Regions from separate parts of the Ovis aries genome. Here region 2 is linked to region 1. A link is a contact called in public Hi-C data. All regions are on one chromosome and are shown on one strand. Each heading gives the region's core, a stretch centred on a gene start, on an enhancer-like site or on the middle of the called end of the contact. The rest is flanking DNA. Distances are from core to core; before and after follow the strand shown.

What was found. A called contact is a pair of places that touch in the nucleus more often than the background predicts.
Region 2: a Hi-C map of blood shows a contact between it and region 1, with 3 times the contacts expected there. The contact joins the promoter of TIMM10 here to the enhancer-like site in region 1. A contact is called at or near these places in 12 of 16 Hi-C or Micro-C datasets (blood, hypothalamus, liver and 5 more).

What each region holds. Positions count from the first base shown.
Region 1 is chr15:79,385,878-79,390,422 of ARS-UI_Ramb_v3.0, reverse strand. All of the region lies in intron 8 of P2RX3 (purinergic receptor P2X 3), which reads right to left. Among named protein-coding and RNA genes, the nearest start is that of P2RX3, 18 kb to the right of the region's middle. Within about 2 kb of position 2,287, at least 3 of the 54 cell types and tissues checked have an H3K27ac peak or open chromatin away from gene starts, as enhancers often do.
Region 2 is chr15:79,601,826-79,606,740 of ARS-UI_Ramb_v3.0, reverse strand. It overlaps TIMM10 (translocase of inner mitochondrial membrane 10), which reads left to right and starts at 2,273. Exons shown (of 3, transcript XM_012096450.4): 1 at 2,273-2,666; 2 at 2,789-2,905. The coding sequence starts at 2,835.

The sequences.
Region 1 (4,545 bases), core at 1,038-3,537:
CTTTCCTCCACTTCAACCCTGAGTGGCGCTTTCCCACACGGAGCTGATATTTGTAGTCACTAAACTGAATGGAGAAGGGTTTTTTAATCACCACGTACAAATCCCTTGGAAGCTCTCAGACATCTGTTTAGAAATGATCCATCTCCCAAGGAGTGGTGGAAACTCCTTCCCAAAGCAGGGACTCGTAACTGTTACAACAGCAGGAAAAACAGCAACCAACGTGTGGATCCAGCTGAACCTGCGAGGGAAAACCTGGGCCTGGAATTCGGGTATCTGAGTGAGGGAGGCGGCATTCTCAGCAAAGCTTCTGCCTGGTGGGAAGTAATTTTGCCAGCTGAAATATACTTTTACAGTTGATTTTTTTATACTGACGGGAAAATATCTCCTGGCAGACTCCCTGCATGGGGCTGAGGCAACATCCTTCCAGCAGGCAGGGATTCCTCCCCTGTGAGAAGAGTCCCAGGTTACATTGATTGACTCACGTTCTAGGAACCTAATCGACTGCAAAGGCAGACATTTAAAATACGGTGTGTTGGATCTTTTTTTTTAAAAAAAATATTACTATTAATTTATCTTCAACAAGGCAGGGAAAGGTCAATGGACACAGAGCTGGAAGATATACCAGAGAGCCAAGTTACTAGCTGTCTGATCCTGGGAGTGATTTTTTTTTTTGCCTCAGTTTCCTCATCTGTAAAATGGGGGTGACCATACCAGTCCTGCCAGCATGCTTGGGGCTGCGAACACGAGCTCGGGGGTCAGCCTGCCAGAGCTCGGATTCCAGCTCCAGTACTGTTTGCTGCGTAGTCTGGGGGCAGACAGACGCAACCTCTGAGCCTCAGATTTCCAGTTATAAAATCCTCCCTCTTCAGAGTCGATGGGGTAATCCACAAAGGGCACTTGCCAAGTCCCAGGCTCATGAGTAAGTGCCCAGGAGTGTCAGGCAGTAGCCTCTACCCATCCTGCTGGCTGTTGTGCGGGTGGGTAGACACGAGAGTGGGAAAGGGCGGAATGAACTCGATCGCTCTAATTGCCTCGCCTCTCACCATAAGCTAAAGGAAGCAGAGACGAAATCGGAGGAGAGAGAATTCCAACCCATACCCCTGAGCCGAGGGGACCTGCACGTGTTTCTGCAGAAATGATGGAAATGACTGATTTTATCACACTTTCTACGGCTTTTGGAAGGAGAAAAAATCCAGATTGCAGAAAGTGCGATCAAAGCCAAGGGTGCCGTTCGATTCTGTCTCTGTCAATTGGCCCGAGAGCTCGCCGAGTTGCACGTTGCAACATGGAAGTGGAACACACGCCAGATTTCAGAGTTTCATGAAAGCTGCGGTGGGGACGTTTCCAACACCAAACGATCGCTAGAAACACCTACGGCACGGGGAACATCTCGCAGCTGAACAAGTGTTTTCTGTCCCAGACTCTGAGAGAGGAAATCCAAGACTGCGTTGCCTTTCAGTATAGCAGAGCTGTCTTGGGAGCTCTCAGGGGAGGAACGAGAAATTCGATTGTGCAAAACGCACGGTTCTGATTCTGTCGTTCCAGCAAGCAGGGTGGGGGTGGGGGGCTATATCCCTGACAGCTGCTGAGTGGCCACAGATCAGGTCCCTGGATTTGAGGACTCACGTCCTCTTCACTGGGCTGTGTAACCTTGGGCAAGTCTCAAGAATCTTCCTGAGCCTTCCTTGGGGGTGAGAGGCAGAGGATGAGCTGTAAATCCTATCAAAGAGCAGTCTGAGAGGGCTCTTCCTACTTAACTCTAGGGGCTCCCAATCTGAGGTCCAGGGATAAGCTTTTCAAGGTCTTCAAAGCCCTGGAATTCTATGCTGTATGAATATAAATGCAGAGAGAGAAAAAAAAAAAAAAAAAAAAAAGATGGCCAAACAGCCCAAGAGGTTAACTTTCCATAAAAGGAACAGAACCGGGGGAGGGGAGGGTGCTGCCCTGCCAGTCCTCTGGCTTGGATTTGCTGTTCCGAGAGTGGACTTCACCTTATTCGTAGAAATCGAGGATCCTGTACAGAAAGAAATCGCCTGCCAAATTGCTCACACGTGTCAATACGTGCATTTTTCTGGGGCAATCAAGGTTTTCAAAGGGGCGTGGAAGGCTCAGAGGCCTCCAGGAGGTAGGGCAGAGCTGGGACTTCACAGTGGAAAGCTGTCAGGGTTGTGCTGGGTGTCTCTACTGACCCCGCTGCTCCCTGCCGGACCCTGCTCCTCCCTGCCTGACCCCGCTCCTCCCTGCCTGACCCCGCTCCTCCCTGCCTGACCCTGCTCCTCCTTACCCGACCCTGCTCCTCCCTAACTGACCTGCTCCTTCCTGCCTGACTTGCTCCTCCCTGCCTGACCCGGCTCCTCCCTACCTGACCCTGCTCCTCCTTACCCAACCCTGCTCCTCCCTAACGGACCCTGCTCCTCCCTAATGGACCCTGCTCCTCCCTAATGGACCCTGCTCCTCCCTGCCTGACCCCGCCCCTCCTCCTTGCCCCTCCTCACCCTGGGCTGCCCCGGCCTTTGCTTCTCTTGCCTGCTGCTCTGTGTCCCGGGGCCGGGGCCGGGAACGGCTTCCTGCCCTCATCCCTTCAGACCTGGCCCGTCACCAGCGTCCTGCTGCTGCCCCCTCTGTGGACGCTGCACTGTCCTTTGAGGCTCTCCTCTCCGCTTCAAGACAGTCCCTTTACCCAGCTCTCCTCCAGTTGCTCAGCTGGCATGTGCCATCCATTTCCTGCTGAGACCCTGACTGATAGAGGATTTCCAGTTCGTCTTTGCACTGTCTCTGCCTAGCCACTCACACAGACTCACACGTGTTCCCTGACGTACTCTCACTCAGCCTCACCGACTCACACCACTGATACACGTGCTCACTCACACACATTCATCCCCAAACGCACGTACACACCCGTTCACCGGCAGAAGGACACTCAGTGGCCCCACAGCACTGCCTGCCCGGCCCTCTGGGGGATGCAGTCAGCTCTCTGGTTAAAATCCTGCCCCGCTAAGCCGTGGGGGCACCCAACACGCAGAAGCCCGTCTGCTGGGGTGGCTGTCACCTTGTGCACCCTGGAATTGGTGACTCTCGCCAGTTCTTATTTCTTAAAATTTTTAAATTAATAATTTAAAAAGAATCCTTTGGCCATGCTGCGCGGTCTGTGGGCCCTTGGTTTCCCAGCCAGTCTGCTGCATCGGCAGTGGGGAGTCTTGGCCTCTGGGCCTCCAGGGAAGTTGTGACAGTCCCTATTTTCAGAAATGCTGCACTCTGTCTGGGACTGATGTGGACGAACCCACCCACTGCACATGCTCAAGGTATTTGGAAAGAAGCCTCATGAAAACACTAAGTTAAAATGGCCTTTGGAACCTTACACCACATAGAAGAGACCTGGGAGTAAAAATAAAATCTTTCCACTCAATTTCAGGTAGGGACAGATGGGAACCTTCAGGAGATCACACAAAGAAAGATTAATTTAGATGGACGGCACCAGGTGCTTTGGGTGGGAGTGGAAGGGAGACGCATGTTGGCTCAATACCAGGTCACCTTTCCAATGACTGGAGCCATCAGTGACAGACAGACCCCGTCTGGGGCTGCATCGCAGAGACTGCCATAGGGACTGGGGGCAAATGACCTCCAAGGCTCCTCCAACGGGCACCTGTGACCTTGGCCTCATCACCTGCCCCTTCGGAGGGTCTACTTCCTTATCCGTTAAATGGCCGAGTTAGTCGAGGTGCCTTCGACAGCTATAAATCCTCTAAGTCTCTGACTTCTGCAAGCAAAGATCTTCAAGATCCTTGGGGTGGGGGCTGGCATTTGGAAGCGAGCTGCAGAAGTAATTAGGGATGGAAACTCGAGTCTCTAGCTGCCTCTGAACGTCTGAGTTTGCAGATTAAAAGAAGGCTGAAGCTTGGCTGAATGATTTCATTCCCTCCAGAGCAAACGGCAACAGCAGGACGTTGGGAAAAAAAAAAAAAATCTAGCCTCTTTTGGAGACGAGGAAGCAGATGAATTTGTTTGGGAGACAAAAGACTGGGCCAGGAATGGTGCCTCCAGCAGCAGCAGCTAGTCTTTCAGCCTCCCTGGACCTCAGACTCCTCGTCTTTAAAGGGGGGATGAATGTATTAACTACACTGGCCGCGCGAAAGGTGAATGCGCCCAACCTTCCTGACTGGAGTGGAAAGCAGCCAAGAAAACAGGTTTGCATCCAGGCACTCACGCTTACTGGCTCTGTGACCTCGAGAGAAGTATTTCACTCGCAAGCCTCTGCTTTCTCATCTGTGAAGTCGGGGGAGGGAAGCTCCTTTGGGCAGGGGGTGAGGAGCTTTGAGCAAACGCACATGGGACAGACACTTCACACACTGGCAAGAAGCCTCGTGAGACTCTTCAGAGCAGACACACTGGATCTGCACCGCGGCTGAGCTGAATGAGCCTGGCCGTAACCCTGCTCTCTTCTCTGAGGTTTTGGGTCGGTGGCCAGGAGCCTCCCCGACAGGTGACCTCAGCATAGGATTGGGTGTTCGTGTGGAGCCCGTAGTTTGTGGCAACATGAGGGTAGTG
Region 2 (4,915 bases), core at 1,024-3,523, 220 kb before region 1:
ATCAGGCACTCTATTAGATCTAGTCTGTTAAATCTATTTGTCACTCCCACTCCCAAGTCATAGGGGATTTGATTTACATCATACCTGAATGGTCTAGTGGTTTTCTCCACTTTCTTCAATTTAAGTCTGAATTTGGCAATAAGGAGTTCATGATCTGAGCCACAGTCAGCTCCTGGTCTTGTTTTTGCTGACTGTATACAGCTTCTCCATTTTTGGCTGCAAAGAATATAATCAATCTGATTTTGGTATCAACCGTCTGGTGATGTCCATGTGTAGAGTCTTCTCTTGTGTTGTTGGAAGAGGGTGTTTGCTATAACCAGTGCATTCTCTTGGCAAAAGTCTATTAGCCTTTGCCCTGCTTCATTCTGTACTCCAAGGACAAATTTGCCTGTTATTCCAGCTGATTCTTGACTTCCTACTTTTGCATTCCAGTCCCCTATAATGAAAAGGACATCTTTTGTGGGTGTTAGCTCTAGAAGGTCTTGTAGGTCTTCATAGAACTGTTTAACTTCAGCTTCTTCAGTGTTACTTTTCGAGGCATAGACTTGGATTACTGTGATATTGAATTGTTTGCCTTGGAAACGAACAGAGATCATTCTGTCATTTTAGAGATTGCATCTAAGTATTGCATTTTGGACTCTTTTGTTGACTATGATGGCTACTCCATTTCTTCTAAGGGATTCCTGCCCACAGTAGTAGATATAATGGTCATCTGAGTTAAATTCACCCATTCCAGTCCATTTTAGTTCACTGATTCCTAAAATGTTGACGTTCACTCTTGTCATGTTTGACCACTTCCAATTTGCCTTGATTCATGGACATAACATTCCAGGTTCTTATGCAATATTGCCCTTTACAGCATCGAACCTTACTTCTATAACCAGTCCTATACACAATTGGGTGTTGCTTTTGCTTTGGCTCCATCTCTTCATTCTTTCTGGAGTTATTTCTCCACTGATCTCCAGTAGCATACTGGGTACCTACTGACCTTGAGAGTTCATCTTTCAGTGTCCTATCTTTTTGTCTTTTCATACGGTTCATGGGGTTCTCAAGGCAAGAATACTGAAGTGGTTTGCCATTCCCTTCTCCAGTGGACCACATTCTGTCAGACCTCTCCACCATGACCTATCCATCTTGGGTGGCCCCACAGGGCATGGCTTAGTTTCATTTAGACAAGGCTGTGGTCCGTGTTATCAGATTGGGTAGTTGTCTGTGATTGGGGGGGGGGGGCGGGAGTCTAACAGAAGCTGAATAAAACATACTGTATACTGGACTCCTCTTTCTATAAGAAGGCGCCTCGCTGGTCTCTGCAACCCCAGAGACAATTCAGGGATCTCCTCACAGCCGTATTCACCGGAAAGCCCTCTTGAACTCTGGCTCTCAAACCTGCCTGCACAGGGGAATCGCAGGGGAATTCTACAATGGACCTGTTAAGTAGTTAGAATAGGAAAAAGGAGCCCAGGATGGCGGTGGCTAAAAGACAAGGATCGGAAAAGCCCAAGAAAATAGAATGAAGGAAGGTCCTAGGACCAGAGTGAGGACCTCAGGTAAAACAAACAGCACCCCTGGCGAGCCCAATTTACACAGGGCAGGCCCAGGGGAGGAAAAACACACACAAAGAGGGGCCCAAGGGCCAGGGCGCGCTCTCTCCCCCCTTTCCGCGCCGTTTGGGTTGGCTTTCCTTTATTTTCTAAGTACAACAGAGCTGTAACACGGAGCTATCCAAGGGTTTTAACCTCCGTCGCTTCAAATTCTTGCTGTGACGAGACAGAACCGAGGAAATTACACACTCCCACCACATACCGATGCCTGGGTCCTGGCCCCAGGGATTCTGATTTATTTGGTGCGAAGTGGGCCCTGGACACTGGGGTGATTTTAGGCGGCCCAGGTGGGGTTACATGCATCTAAGGGCTGCCGTTTGAGGACGCCCTTCCTTCTCTGCACCAGACCTGCACTCCGACCTCCGCGGAGGGTGAGGTTCACCGAGCTCGGTACCCCTGCCCGCTCTGACAGTACCCATAAACTCAAGCCGCTCGGCCATCCCCGCTAGGGACCCTAACGCTACCTGCTGCGGGCGCTCTACGCCCCGCCGCAGCCTCTATGGTACCCTGCAGTCCTCTCTAGCACCTGGAGGACTCCCTCGCCTTCGGCAGGAGCCAGCCGCTCCCTCTCTATGGTGGCGGAATTCCCGGCGCCGCCTGCGGCGGGGGCCTTCACGCCGGAAGCGCGGCCTGAGCGGAAGGGAGGCGGGACTTCCCGCCTGCCGCGCCCCACGTGCTTCCGCCCTGCCGCAGCAGCGCCCACGGTGAGTTTGTGGCGTGTGCCGGAGGCCGGGGGCCCTGGGGGCGTGAGGGGGAGGCCCGGGCCTCGGGGAGAGACTCGGATCGCGCGGCGACCCCGACGACGGCGCCGCCGCTCCAGGGCTGTGGCCTCGGGCCCGGCCCCGCAGGGCCGCGTCGCATCGGGTCCGCAGGGCCCCGCGCGTTCGTGCAGGCCGTTCGGGGCCCCGTCCCGGACCCCAGCTTCTTCTCCCGGAGAGACGCCACCTTGAGGGGCTGGGCGTCAGGGCGTCGGGACCCGCTCTGCAGGCCTGCCGTCGCCGGCTCTGCGACCTTGGGCGGGGCCTCGGTTCCGACGTCTGACACTGAGTGCTTGAGCTTGCCGAGGTCAGCGGCCCCTCCTGGTCGGATGCCCTTGCGATTCCTCCACGTCCTGCAGCCCCTGGACGGGAAAGCGGCTGGGCGGGCTGGGTGCTGACCGTGATGTCTACCCCCACCCCCAAACCCAGGAACTAGGAGGCCCGCTGGAGATCTCTTCCAGGGCGCAGGGCTGAGATGGACCCCCTCAGGGCCCAGCAGCTGGCCGCAGAGCTGGAGGTAGAGATGATGGCCGACATGTACAACAGGTAAGGCCGGTCCTGCTGCTCACGTCTTAGAGACTGCTCCCAAGTCATCCTCTCCAAGGGCAGAGGTGGGCGACTTCCGAAAAATCTTCGTCTCAATCTAGGATAAACTGAGGTCCATACTTCCCAGCACCCACCTCCACCCCCATGCAAGCATGCATGCATGCCCAGTGGCTGAGTCGTGTCTGACTCTTTCCCACCCCTTGGACTGTAGCCGGCCAGGCTCCTCTGTCATGGGATTTCCCAGGTAAGACTGAGTGGGTTGCGTTTGCTTCTCCACCCACCTCCATGGTTAAGGGCTAATGCAGCCGCAACGTGGACTCACTAGAATGACTTGGACATTGGGGTTGGGATGGAATTGATGATGGAGGAGCTGTGCAGGAAGAGAGACCAGGCTCTGGTTGGGTTCTGGGGACAGCAGAGCAGTTGCTTTTTGACAGATCTGGCATAACCCGTTTAGCAGTGTTGAGCACTTTGTAGGCATTATCTTTTTATAATCTCCACTGAGTTCCCTTGTCCCATTTTTAAGGTGAGGACATTGAGGCTTGTAGAGGTTCAGCAGCTTCCTCAGGGTCCACAGCTCGTCGGTAGCAGTGCCAGGACCAGGACTTCAATCTGACTCCAGACGAGTCATTGGGCAGATTTGGGAACAAATCACAGCCACATCAACCACTACTACTCTGGCCTTGGGCAAGTTACTTGGACTTGCAGACTGGTGGTTATCCCAGCTATAAAATGGGGTGCGTAATATTGGAGAAGACTCTTGTGAGTCCCTTGGACTGCAAGGAGATCCAACCAGTCCATTCTGAAGGAGACCAACCCTGGGATTTCTTTGGAAGGAATGATGCTCAAGCTGAAACTCCAGTACTTTGGCCACCTCATGCGAAGGGTTGACTCATTGGAAAAGACTTTGATGCTGGGAGGGATGGGGGGTAGGAGGAGAAGGGGATGACAGAGGATGAGATGGCTGGATGGCATCACTGACTCGATGGACATGAGTCTGAGTGAACTCCGGGAGTTGGTGACGGACAGGGAGGCCTGGCGTGCTGCGATTCATGGGGTTGCAAAGAGTCGGACACGACTGAGCGACTGAACTGAATAGTACCTTCCTCATAAAGACATTATAAATATTAAATGTTAAAATATAAGACTTATCAAGCCCAACACAAGTAGGCAGTCAATAATTATTTGCTTTAAAAAAATTTTTTTTATTATATATTTTTTTATTTTTTTTTAATTTTATTTTTACTTTATTTTACTTTACAATACTGTATTGGTTTTGCCATACATTGACATGAATCCACCATGGGTGTATACAAGCTCCCAATCCTGAATCCCCCTCCCATATTTGCTATTTTTATTGGCTAAAACTGTCTGGCATCCTCCTTTGGTTAGTTGGGTTTGTCTTGGAGGCTGTCTGTGAGAATGATTTTCTAGAGTGAGCTGTGGAGTCAGGCTCCACGCGTGCGTGTGAGTTGCTTCGGTCGCGTCCGACTCTGCGGCCTCATGCACTGTAGCCCACCAGGCTCCTCTGTCTGTGGGATTCTCGAGGCAGCGATACTGGAGTGGCTTGCCATGCCCTCTTCCAGGTGATGTTCCCCACCCAGGGATCGAACCCATGTCTCTTAGGTCTCCTGCGTTGGCAGGTGGGTTCTTTACCACTGCGCCCCCTGGGAGCCCCCAGTCAGGCCCCCTGGGCTCGTAGCCCAGCTTTATGTCATCCTGAGGCTCCCTGTTCCTTCACTCCCTCATCTGTAAAAAGGGGGTGACGATCGTGCCGACTGCGTAGAGTCATCCCGAGGACTGCATGGCGGAATCCACGTCACGCACTTAGCATGATGTCTGGAACGTAGCCAGTACTCACCTAATGGTTCCTGTCTGATGAGTCAGAAACACGGGGTGACCGTGGGCCAGACAAGGGCCTCCCTGGACGGCAGAGGCGCAGACTGGGGGTTTGCACTGCCTTCCTGGCAGGTGAGATCAGGGTAGCAGGGCAGGAGGGGTCGCGAGTTC